Linked DNA regions of Mus musculus: all the other regions are linked to region 1. The links are chromatin contacts, called in public HiChIP or PLAC-seq maps. All regions are on one chromosome and are shown on one strand. The core of a region is the stretch at or near the end of the contact, and the rest is flanking DNA. Distances in the headings are between cores, read along the strand shown. Region 1 holds the start of Tpp2 (tripeptidyl peptidase II). Region 2 overlaps Gm8251 (predicted gene 8251). Region 3 overlaps Ercc5 (excision repair cross-complementing rodent repair deficiency, complementation group 5).

Evidence for each region. HiChIP or PLAC-seq counts read pairs in DNA pulled down with a chosen protein or histone mark.
Region 2: an H3K4me3 HiChIP or PLAC-seq map of bone marrow-derived macrophages shows a contact between it and region 1, with 3 times the contacts expected there. The contact joins the enhancer-like site here to the promoter of Tpp2 in region 1. A contact is called at or near these places in 12 of 39 promoter capture datasets (the 3T3-L1 cell line, the C10 cell line, the HPC-7 cell line and 8 more), 1 of 15 datasets of contacts at CTCF or cohesin (CD8 T cells), 1 of 484 Hi-C or Micro-C datasets (nephron progenitors), 11 of 115 datasets of contacts at active chromatin or transcription factors (the 230-238 cell line, the SCID.adh cell line, T-cell acute lymphoblastic leukemia and 6 more) and 3 of 9 other capture datasets (adipose tissue, liver and pancreatic islet).
Region 3: an H3K27ac HiChIP or PLAC-seq map of microglia shows a contact between it and region 1, with 4 times the contacts expected there. The contact joins the enhancer-like site here to the promoter of Tpp2 in region 1. A contact is called at or near these places in 6 of 39 promoter capture datasets (the 3T3-L1 cell line, the C10 cell line, the HPC-7 cell line and 2 more), 1 of 484 Hi-C or Micro-C datasets (olfactory sensory neurons), 3 of 115 datasets of contacts at active chromatin or transcription factors (the 230-238 cell line, bone marrow-derived macrophages and microglia) and 3 of 9 other capture datasets (adipose tissue, liver and pancreatic islet).

The regions. Positions count from the first base shown.
Region 1 is chr1:43,932,264-43,935,880 of GRCm38.p6, reverse strand. It overlaps Tpp2 (tripeptidyl peptidase II), which reads right to left and starts at 1,887. Exons shown (of 29, transcript NM_001310540.1): 1 at 1,628-1,887. The coding sequence starts at 1,792.
Region 2 is chr1:44,068,980-44,072,835 of GRCm38.p6, reverse strand. Gm8251 (predicted gene 8251) reads left to right here. Exons shown (of 4, transcript NM_001376984.1): 4 at 1-3,856. Among named protein-coding and RNA genes, the nearest start is that of Gm8251, 8.8 kb to the left of the region's middle. Within about 2 kb of position 1,920, at least 4 of the 459 cell types and tissues checked have an H3K27ac peak or open chromatin away from gene starts, as enhancers often do. A contact at or near this core is called in bone marrow-derived macrophages, where this site is marked.
Region 3 is chr1:44,160,176-44,164,232 of GRCm38.p6, reverse strand. It overlaps Ercc5 (excision repair cross-complementing rodent repair deficiency, complementation group 5), which reads right to left. Exons shown (of 15, transcript NM_011729.2): 5 at 3,196-3,256; 6 at 2,280-2,423; 7 at 149-356. Among named protein-coding and RNA genes, the nearest start is that of Ercc5, 14 kb to the right of the region's middle. Within about 2 kb of position 2,187, at least 22 of the 459 cell types and tissues checked have an H3K27ac peak or open chromatin away from gene starts, as enhancers often do. A contact at or near this core is called in the 230-238 cell line, bone marrow-derived macrophages and microglia, where this site is marked.

The DNA of each region.
Region 1 (3,617 bases), core at 638-3,137:
TCTTTTGGTTCAATGTTTTATTGACTAAATGTTAATGTTTGTGTAAATATCAAGCATATTTTCCCTTCAGACAATGACCCAACATGAACTCCTTCTGCTAGCATTTAGTGTTTATTCAGGACTTTAAAAAAAAAAAAAAGTACTTAACACTTTAGCACTGTAAAATCATGTGTGTTGGCTGCTCAATTATCAAGTAATCCTATGGGGTAAAAACTGTTACTTTACAGAAACAAAATACTCTAACCAGAACCAAAAATTCTACAAATGTCCACTGAGTAGTACTACGCCAAAATCTTCAGGATTTTCTGAACCTCTAACGCTAAGAACTAGTGAGCCACTTACCCTAGTTGTTCTCCCACACCCTACAAAAAGTAAACACACACTCCTGTGTATTGGGAAGCACTTCCACTGTGTAATAAATTCACAACGTGTCATTGCTGTTACCAAGTTTTAAACCTTAGCAATTACTATTAATAAAATAACTGTAGTCACTTGAACTTCTAATCAGAGACTCTGACACTGTGTGCTTCAGGGCTCAGGTGTGCACCAGAAAGGGGAAGAAGTAACAAACACTTGGAAGCAGGATTCCCTGAGAGTCCCAGAGTGTCCACACAGGCTTCTTTCCTATCCTTTCCAATAACCTCTAACATGTACGTCAATTACCTTCCCATCCATTTATGTCAATTATTAGGCAGCACAATGAGAAAACTAAAGATTGGAGGAAACAAATCAAGGGCTAGGAGGAGAGGAATTAGTATCCCTCTTTTGTGAGGAACAAGGATAAGATGGTATCAATGTGATCTAATCTATCTATTTGATAAACTGACCACGGACCGAAAAGAGGGTAAATAAACTCTAGTTTTAGTCAGATAAGCTCTTCAACAAAGGTTAGAGAGTACTTATGAGGGGGTTTTAGTAAGAGGCTATTTAAACACAGAATACATTTTATTCAGGCATTTTTTTTTAACATCAGTAAGGTCCCTGCTCTTAAAGACTTCTAACTTGAATAAAGGAAATGAAGTCATTTTTAGGAAGTCGTAATCAAAGTATGTTCTCTCGTTTAAAATGCACATTTTATAAGGCCTGAAAAGTTCGCCCGAAACAAATTAGTCGGGCCCTTTGAAAAAAAAAAAAAAAAAAAGACTAACCCAAAAGATTTCAAGGACCCTGAACAAACACCAGCAAATAACTTAAAAATAGAACAAAAGTATCAGAAGAAACCATTCCGGAAGCGGACTGGGTCGAATTCTGGGAACTCACTTTGCTGGCCTTGCCAAAACGAGTATCTCTTAAACATCACTAAGGATCTCTTCAAGGCTGTTACCCCTATCGTTGGTGCCCCCCACGCTCCCGCGCCCTCCCAGACCTATAAAACTGTAAAATTTTCCCATGCCGAGGTCGGGTGCGGACCCTGAAGAGGTGTGGGGCCTGGAACGCCCAGGCTGACCAGCAAAGCTTCCCCGCGGCCCCCGATCCCGAACAGCCACGCTGACCACACCGCTTTTGTGTGGACAGGGAACAGGGCCTGGAGGTCTCCCAGAGCTGTCCGGGCCGCCCCGGCCCGTCCGGTCCCCGCCTTGTTCCAGGCTCGGCCCTCTGGGCTACGGGCCCTTGGGCGCCGCCTCACCTGCATGCCCGGGGCCCCGGGATCGACCCCTGTGTCCAGGACGGCGATGAGCACCCCGCGCCCGTCATACTCCGGGTAGCGGCACAGGAAGGAGGAGGCCCCGGTCTCCTTCTTTGGTAGAAGACCGTGGAAAGGAAAGGGCTCCTCGGTCGCGGCGGTGGCCATGGACGCAAGCTGGAGGACAGACGAGGAAGAGGCAAACTGCCAGGCAGCGCGCGGACGAGCGGCGCGAGGACACCCGGCTACCGCGGGACGGAGGTGGGGAAGGGGCGGAGCCTGGCCACCAGTACCCAATCGTGTGCGGTCAGAGGTGTCTAGCCAATCATACGCTTCAACGTAAGCTAACGGCGCCGCTACGAGTCACGACGAGGGAATGTTACCCAGGCTGCAGAGCTGGAACGGAGTGTGCGCTGCTGCGGATGACAACGCACTGGAGGGAGGTTCTTGCCTTCCGAGCTGTCACTCTCCGTGAGAAGCAGCGAGAGGAACGGGCTGTCTGCCTGAGGCGTGGGATCCTCGCGACGCCGCCGAGGTTGGCTTAACCCGCTGCGGACCGGAAGCCTGTAAAGTCGAGCGCGGAAGTCTCAGATTTAGCGGCCCGGCCTTTCTGGCAGGGTGAGGTGCTGTTTAGTCAACAGGAAGTGGGTTGTCGGCTGTTTTGTCGCCAGAGTCCCCAAAGCAAAACACGTGACAGAAATGAGCTCCCTCCTGTCTTCGTGGCTTACTTACCCTTGGCATCCGGAATTTCAGAAAAATACCTGCCTTTTCTCCAGTGAAGTTCCTCTTTGTAACACAGTTACCGAGCCATAGTTTGCGGGGTTTTTTTCCCATTAGGATGCACAGTGACAGCAATCGTAAATGGCATTTGAAATTTAAACTACACAGATTATCCAGTAACAAAGGTTGCCAACATTCATAATTAAGAATATTGTGGGGGTGAATTAATATTTTCCTATTTGTGACAAATCTACTCTGTACCAGTGAGAGATTCTGCACGTTTTTTCAGTGTGTAGCCTGCCTGGAGGCCTCTGAAATACTGAGCACCGAACCACAGCCATAAGTGTGGTAATTCTTCTCTTTAGTGGCAGCGACTGCTGTGTCTACTCCAAAAGTCCCAGCAGCAAGAAGGCGCCCAGAGTAATCTTAATTATCCCATTGACAAACTCAAGACACCTTACCACAGAGATGTCTTTAAATGCATAAGATGAAATATATAGGATTATACAGGAAGTAGACGGTTGAAAGAATTATAACAACTTAATTTTTGTTGTATTGCAATAGTTTCATATATGTAAGTAATTACATGTGTGCTCTTTTTAAAATTAAATAACAGAGCCATCGTCAAGTCTAATAACTAATGTTATTTTTAAATTGGAAAACAATTGTAAATGGCATTTGAATATATCTAAACTACACACTTTAATAACAAAGGTTGCCTGTGTTCATAATTAAGAACATGTGGAGGATGAAAATAATTTTTTCCTATTCAATCATGGGCCCTGTGCATTTCTATGGTCTCCAGTTTAAGAGGCAGGTTCCTAGAATCCCGTGTATGCCATTTGTTTCAAACCACAGCATTTCCATTGACTCCTCATACTTTGCTCTATGAGCAAATATATTAAAATATATTAAATTGTAACTTGAAAGAATTTCTTGGGATCAGAATGTTAATTTTTTCTTTTGGATTAAGTTAACTTACAATTACAAAGTTGATGAAAACAATGAGTAAATCTTAAGATTAAAATGAACAAAAAATGGGATGGGAGGGAAGGGAGGAAAGAAAAGGCAGCTTTTCCCTAGAAGTTTGATGAGAATTAGACATATTTCCATTTATAACAGGCTATTCTAGGGCTGGAGAGATGCCTCAGCGGATAAAAGCACTGACTGCTCTTCTGAAGGTCCTGAGTTCAATTCCCAGCATCCACATGGTGGCTCACAACCATCTGTAATGGGATCTGATACCCTCTTTTGGTGTGTCTGAAGACAGCTA
Region 2 (3,856 bases), core at 671-3,170, 140 kb before region 1:
GATTGGAAAAAAGACTTATGTGCAGTCGCCACAAGACCTTTCAAAACCAGAAAAAAATCATCAGGAACAAAAAATGTACTCAGCGTCAAACATGAAATTATAAAAGTGAAGAAAGCTGCATTTTCCCAGAGATTTTGTATTAGGGCATATGACCCTCTGATCCATAGGAGAAGAGTAGGAGGCAGTTTCAGAAACATTATTAAACAAATGCTGTATTGTGCAACATTGGCAGCCAGGCCTCTGAATGTTGACCCTCAGAGGTCTCGCATTTCCAATAACAAAATAAATATCAAAATAACAGACCCAAAACCCCAAGATGAAAAGAAAGGAAATAATTTCAATTCCCTTATTAAAGAAAAAGGAGCTGAAGATACTCTAGAAGTTCAATCGTGCCATGGTGTGAAAGTGGTGAAGCAGGCACTGCGGGCGAGAGGGGCTCACAGTAAGAGGAGCTTCAGATGCAGTGCACAGCCAGTGAAGGAGATTAAAATGGAGGAAGAAATGTTTCAAGCAGAATCTTTCACAGACACAATTGAGAAGCCAGCTGACTCAAGAATGGATTCATTTCATGTTGCAAATATAAAGAACAACACATCTACACAAGCAGAGCTCCTAAATTCTGCAGAATTCCAGTTGGTTTCTCCAACACCAGAAAAATTACTGATGGGAACCTCTCTGAGCCAAGCAAGAGAAAGCAATGTTCCAAATAATGGAAATGATACAAGGGAAATTAGTTGTGGTTTTACCCACGAAGCTTTATTGTGGCTTTTAAGTCACTGCATGCCTGTTTTGCCTCGTTCTAAAAAGAAAAAAGACCAGACAAAATTCACAAATGGAAGTATAGTGAGGCTGAAGTATATGAATAAGATGAAACCACCAGCTTCAAAACCATTCAATATCAGAGGCAATAAAAAGAAGTCAAAATTAGACTTCAAGGCTAAGTTTAAAAAGATAAGCCAAGCTAAAGCATGTTTACCTGAATATCAAAACACTCTTTGCGCAGCCATCGATAGCAGAAGGCAGGGGCTATTCCATCATGCTCCACTAAAGCAAGGAGAACTAGCAAGCAAACTATGTGTTGCTTGCACTGCTGAAAGTAGTGCATTCTACAATAAAGAGAAGAAACCTGAAAGAGGGAAACAAAACCCCTCTTTACAGGTATTTCAGCCTGGCCAACACCTGGGGGCTGATGTGGATCAAAGGAAGGAAACTCTCCCAGACCTATCACCCTCCTCTACAAGTCAAGAACAGCCTGTTAACAGTCAAAGGATAAAAGTCCAAGAAGATGCCCTGCAAAATGCTTTAAAGGCTAACCTCCAAATGGATCCCCTAGACACTCCAGAATTACAGAAAACTACCAAAGCAGAAAATGCTTTCACCTTCCCTGTGGTTCCTGAAAGTTTATTTCCTAAAGTAGGGACCTCTTCGCCTGGTGAGTATGCAAACATGATAGATGATGATTTAGAATTTAACAGAATCTCTGAACGTGAACTAGGTTTGTATCCTGTTGTAAACGACTCGGAGACATCAACATATCTGCAGATGACATTCCTGCAGTCGTCTGACTCCGTTACAAAGTCCTTTGTTTCTAGACCTAAAGGAAAGAGAAAAACACTAAGATCAAAGAAGCAGACACCAGTGAGTCGGAGACAACGATGGAAAACTATGAGTGAAACAAAACTACCACAGATAGTGAACTTCAGGTACAGCAAAAACCTAAAATGTAACAAAGAAATTAAAGGTCCACAGGAAAGGGCTAACATAGCAGATGCCGGTTTGGACATTGTTCCTTCCAAGGTACATATTTTGCCCAACAAAAAAATTAGAAGCTCAAAATCATGGACAGAAAAACAGAGAACTAGAAGACTTGGTCATTTGCAACTAATGCAAGAGAAGTCACCAAATGGAAGAAATGCACACTGCTCGAGCTCTGCTGATGCAAGTAGTTTCTCTAGCATGAAGAACTATGAAGGAGGGGGGAAAGAGAAACCAGAAGAATTCCTGATCTCAAAAAATAGCCCTTGCTTTATATTTGGTATGAATCAAGAAAAAGACCACAATCTTGTTAGATCAGACAAACAACTGAACCAACTATGGAGAACCACCACTCAGGTACAACCACAAACACTCACAGAAGCTAGTTTGTGTTCTGCAACATGTCCCATCCGTGATGAATTTCAATTAGAAAGGCTAGAGGCCTATTTCAGTGTTTCCCCTTTAAAATTTGGGAAAGCCAAGGACAATGCATTATCTGAAAAAGAATGTGATCTATTTCATGAAAGACAACACGTTGAACACACTGGTGACAGTGAAAAGGAGGCAAAGGAACTATCAGTCTCATGCATTAATTCAAACCATAGTGGGGAAATGAAATGTTACTCAACCAAAATGAAACACACATATCAGGAGAAAAAAATTGCGGATGAAACTTCCTCTTCAAAAAGTGCTGCAGCTGATATTAATATGAGCAGCAAGATAGAAAACCGCTTACTGAGTGAAAAAACACCCTGTTTCATGCAAATGAAGTCAGAGATAATGTGTCATAAAGGGAAGGTTACTTCAGATGATATCAAAGAAATTGATATTCAAGATAAAGAAGAAAAGCAAAATGATGGTGACACAGTATCACTGTCACTTCCACAACAGAGCCAACATTTTGTATTTTATTCACATCCAAGCAGGGATCCTCACTCTCATAAAGTAGTGGAACAAAGAGGGAGGAACATTCTGTTCGTTGTGGAACAAGATGTCCCACAGCAGAGTCAGTCAGCAGATAAAACGCAAGGACAGTATGATGTTTATACATCAATTTCAAAGCTTCATTCCCTAAAATCAGAAGACTCACAAATAGATGCAGTTAAGACTGTTAGAACAAAATACCACAGTCCAGCTGATGGAACTCTGGCACAGGAATTGAACAGTTGGGATGGATTGGATAGAGATGAGCTTGAAAATGATCTACAAGCAACCATCTCAGAGTCTTTGAATCTCTCAACTCTTGAGGTACCAAGATCTAAAAGACAGAGCAAGATGTTTACATACAAAGCCTTACAAGGTAAAATGTGTTCAGCTGGTGTAACTATGAAAGGAAGGAGAGCATTTGTTTCAAAGGTATTAACTATTCCACAGTGTGGTCATAGAAAAAATCTATCTCGAAAAACCTTGAAATCACAGATTTCTGAATTATTAGTACATTCTGGTGTCTTACCTGATAGCCTTAATGTAATCATATTGAAAGACCCAACATCGGAGAAAAATAAAAGATTAACACAGAAATTGACAGCAATGATGTTAGAGACTTTGGGTTTGTCCACACCTACATGTAAAGAAAGTAAGATATTAAAATTCATGGACAAGGGAGATGAAATGAATACCAATTATCTAACTGTTAAAGCAAGTAACGCGGCAATCTCTCAGACACATATTACTGCAGGATGTGGAACACCAAAACAACGTAAACCTGTGGCAGTTTCAGCCCTAAATGCTAGCTTGTCTTCTATGCCTATGTCTCTTGATGTTAGCACGTGTAATGGACTAAAAAATAGGGATATAATGTGGACAACAAGATTTAGTCATGAACTTCATAACCAGTCAGTACATGAAGAGAGATCTTGTCATGCACATCCCACTGACAAGGATGCTACTTCAAATGGCACCAAAACTATAAAAAGTCAAGGTGAAAAAGGAAACCCACTAAGTTCCCAGCACTTCAATTTCAGTTCTCGGAGTATGGCAGGGCCTAATTCTGTGAAATCTGGTTTAAAGCTGATTAATTCAGCAACATGTTTTGAGTTAGATAGAGCTCTATATGATGGACAAGCACAGCCGGTCAACATAAATAACCAACAAAGCAGCA
Region 3 (4,057 bases), core at 938-3,437, 230 kb before region 1:
TCTTGATAAAAGCTCCCATATGCTCTGCCTCTGCTTTGACTGGCACAGAAGAATGAAGCCCATCATTGCAGGGAAGGCATGACAACAGGAGAGCACTGCATACCTATCATGATTTTTAAGCTGTCAAATCAATGATGGCGCCTGGTACCTTTTATCAAGATGTAATGTGAGGTGTCTTCAGAGACCACTCTCCTGGACTCCACTTCCTTCAGAAAGCCTCCCTCATCTTGATATTGCCTCTGGATTTGCCCTGAATGCTGCTGGTTCATTTCCTTTTGGACATTTTCTATGTGCTGGTTTAGGTAGTTCTTCTTCAGCAAGCCTTTCAGCTGGTACTGTGAAAAGTCATTAGACTCCTAGGGGGAAATAAAAAGTATTGCTTTACACTAACACAGAATAGACCACCACTGTCCAGTTTATTTCAAAAGGTTTAATTTCATAGCATAAAAATAAAACTTGAAAATTAAGGGGGTTCCACTGTCAACTTCATTTTTTGTTTTATTGCTGTTGTTCTTGTTGAGACAGTCTTCCAATACGTCGCCCAAGCTAGCCAGGAAATCACTATATAGAACATGCTCGCCTTGAAGTTGTGCAAATCCTTCTGCCTCTGCCTCCAAAGTACTGGGATTAGCATACATGGCATTATAACAGACTATAAAAAAAGAATTAAGCAAAAGAAATTATGAAATACTTTATCTTTAAAATTATTTGCTGAACTAGACTACATGGCTGTGGTAAGACATGTGATGGTGGCTCAGCAAAACATAACCTTCCAGAATATAAGTGAAGTCTCCAGCATTGTCTTTGGTCCACAGGTAACACAAGTAAATCAACCAGAGGTATTAATAATCATAGTTAATATGAATAAAACCTTTCCCATGGAGGACATTCCAAGTACTTTTATATTAACTACCTTGAATTATTTCTACAGACATCCAATGAGACATTTTCCTATTCCCCATCTGCAAATGATAAGCTTGAGACTTCAATACTAGACATCAGAAAGTTGACTTACTACAACTGAGTCTATTATTAGTCTCATGACTATCCCTGCTATTAAGACATGGATCTTCTCCTATCAACATCCCATGTACATGATAGATAAGTCATACCAAGGTCTATTCTAGACTACTCAGAACTTTTCTACTTATGGGACCATCCCAGCCTTCTAGCCCTAGCAACATCACGTTTGCACAAAGAAAAAGAGAAAACCACTAGAGGCTATATTTCTCCTTTCCACTCAAACACAATTTCTATCAGTCATACTTAATGATTCTTCACATCTGTGAAGACATGAGCGTGAAAAATAGATGGAACCTAGATTGTTTTCTCCCAAAATGAAAACAAAGTTATTCTTGTACCCAAAAACGTAATAACATCACTTCCATTCACTTATTACTATTTTCTTATCCTAAATACATAGAAAACCAAAAGGGAGTGATACATCCATCTTTTTCATCTTTCTGACACCAAAGTAAAAAGCATCCTAAAGTCTACAGCAAGCTAAAAAAACAAAAACCAAAACCAAACAACTACCTAAATTGCTAAGTTTACATTCTACCTCACTGTTGGAGAAGAACTGCTGGAAACAGCAGGTGGTGGCAAAAGGAAGGGAAGTGGAACTCATGCATCAGGAACTAAAAATACCAAATGCTCAAAGGCAGCATAAACCAAGACTACAACAGCTACAGGAACAGGACACATTCAACAACACCCAGCCATGTACACCACCCCCGCTCCAGCTTCCTGTGACTTTGAAATCGCCACATTCAGGCCTGTTTCTACTATTCACAAAGAAAGCGATGAACACGCATCCTGTATCCGGAATTCCACTTTGGAAGTATTTTCCATGTTAGTTACTTTTTGTGCATACTGTATGTTGTGGTGTGAAGTAACTTTTTATGAACTAGCCCAAGAACCATTTGGCGCTGGGCACTTACTATGTGAGACACTGAGTGGCCTGCTGAGAATGTAGCCATTATCGGACAGGCATGCTCTGTGCTGAGCACTATGTTACAGGGTACTGAGGACGCACACAAGAAAAGGCCTACCGAGTGCAGAAGCCTTCTTTGACGGTTTATGGATTATAGTAAATGCATAAACAATGTCTCATGTGACCTGAGATACACAGATGCTGTGTCCTTGCAACTGGGACCTACCTAAATTAGAGACTTAGACTCTAAGTACCACTTCCCATTTTTCTCTTCCTTCTGTGAAGCTTTGCTCAAGTTCTTAGTTCTAAGCACTGGTGTGCCACTGTGCACTGCTGGGTGTTTTACCTCTGGCATTGCTTCAAACAGTGTTCGCCTTCGCTTGGTAAACTCTTTCATGTCAGTCAAGATCTCATGCTTTACTTCAGGAGGCAGGCTGCTGAAGTCCTCAGACTCGATATCTATGGCCTGAGGATTATGAAAGAATTCTTCCTATAAAGAGTAAAATGTTAACATCATTACATTTATATTCACCCATTTAGGCCTAGTCACTGTTACAAATACTCATTGTGTTTATATGATAGATACGGCCTTATATAATCTGTACACAGAAGTATATGCTCTGTGACAGGCATCACAGTGAAGAAGCATTTACTTGTGGCACTAGGGATTGAATCCAGGGTGTCATGCATGTAAAGTGAACACTATCACCAAGTTACATATTCTTGGCCCCAAGAAAGTATTCTCATATTCTCAAGAAGCATATTTACTTCGTGAATGGTCCGTTGTTTTGAAAAGAGCTTACTTTGGATATACGGGAAGACATAATGAAGCTCGACATGGTGCTGTACAACTACAATCCTAGCACATGGGAAGCGGCAGAATCAGGCTGAACTCTGTGAGTTCAAGGTCTACACAGAGAAACCCTGTCTTGGGCTAGAGAGATGGCTTAGCCATTGAAGGCTAGGCTCCCAACCCAAAATATAAGAGAAACCCAGTCTCCAAATACTCAAAAAAAAGAGGAAAGAAGTCCATTAATGGCAAATCCAATATACAAGTGCATGGAATGCATGGGTAAGTGTGGATTTTATATATACACACACATATACATCATATACACACGTGCAATGAGAAACACACACAGTTAAAGTTATCTTCACTTTTTATTGGGAACTTTCATAAGCCATCATACCTCATAAGCATTACTCATTTTCATCATTTCAAGTAACAACAGCCGTTGTGAATTCCCATGTTATGTGAGTACCTGCAATGCTTGTTTTTGATCCATTCTTGCTTGCCATTGCTTTTCATCTTCCTCTTCTGAACTGTAAGTCAAGAATATGATGTTAACATCTATGATTTTAACAAATACTTAAAAACATATTTCCTGAGCTCAAGGTCTACAGCAGTGAGGAGGATGAGAGGACTGTGACTCCATCTGGTGAGGGCACGGGCAAGCAAGCAACTGCAAGGAACTCCTAACTCCATCCACAAGGAAGAGAAGGATGCTGAAAGGAAGAGTAAATCACCTGAAAAGCTTTGGACAGCACGGTAGTTTAAGTGGGATTAACCCCCAGAGGTTCATACAGTTGAACATTTGATATCTAGTTGGTGGAACTATTAACGCAGGATTAGGAGACGTGGCCTTGTTAGAGGAGGCATGTTACAGGGGTCAGGGTTTGAGACCTCAAGTCCCCACCCCATCCCCGGTGTACTCTAGGCCTTCCACTAAGCTTCCGGGCAGGAGTTCTCAGCTGTTCCTGTTGCCATGCCATCAATCTGCCATAATAGATTCTAACCCTTTGGAACCATATGCCCAACTAAACACATTGATCAGTTGCCTTGGTCTTGGTGCTTTATCACAGAAATATAAAAGTGACTAATACAGACAGTCGTGGAGGCTTTCCAAAATCTCCGACCTTGGTGGATTTGCACTGAACAAACAAGGGACCCAAATGTAGGCTATAAGGGAGGTACATGCAAGGAAGTGCTCTAAGTCCATGAACTGAGTTCTACAGTACCTTGGAAAGAAGGAGAGGAAAATCTGCCCATGACAGTGAGGAGAACGGGGGGTGAGATGAAGAAGAGTGATTAAAGGTTAGAAAGTTTATCCTGAAGAAATGACA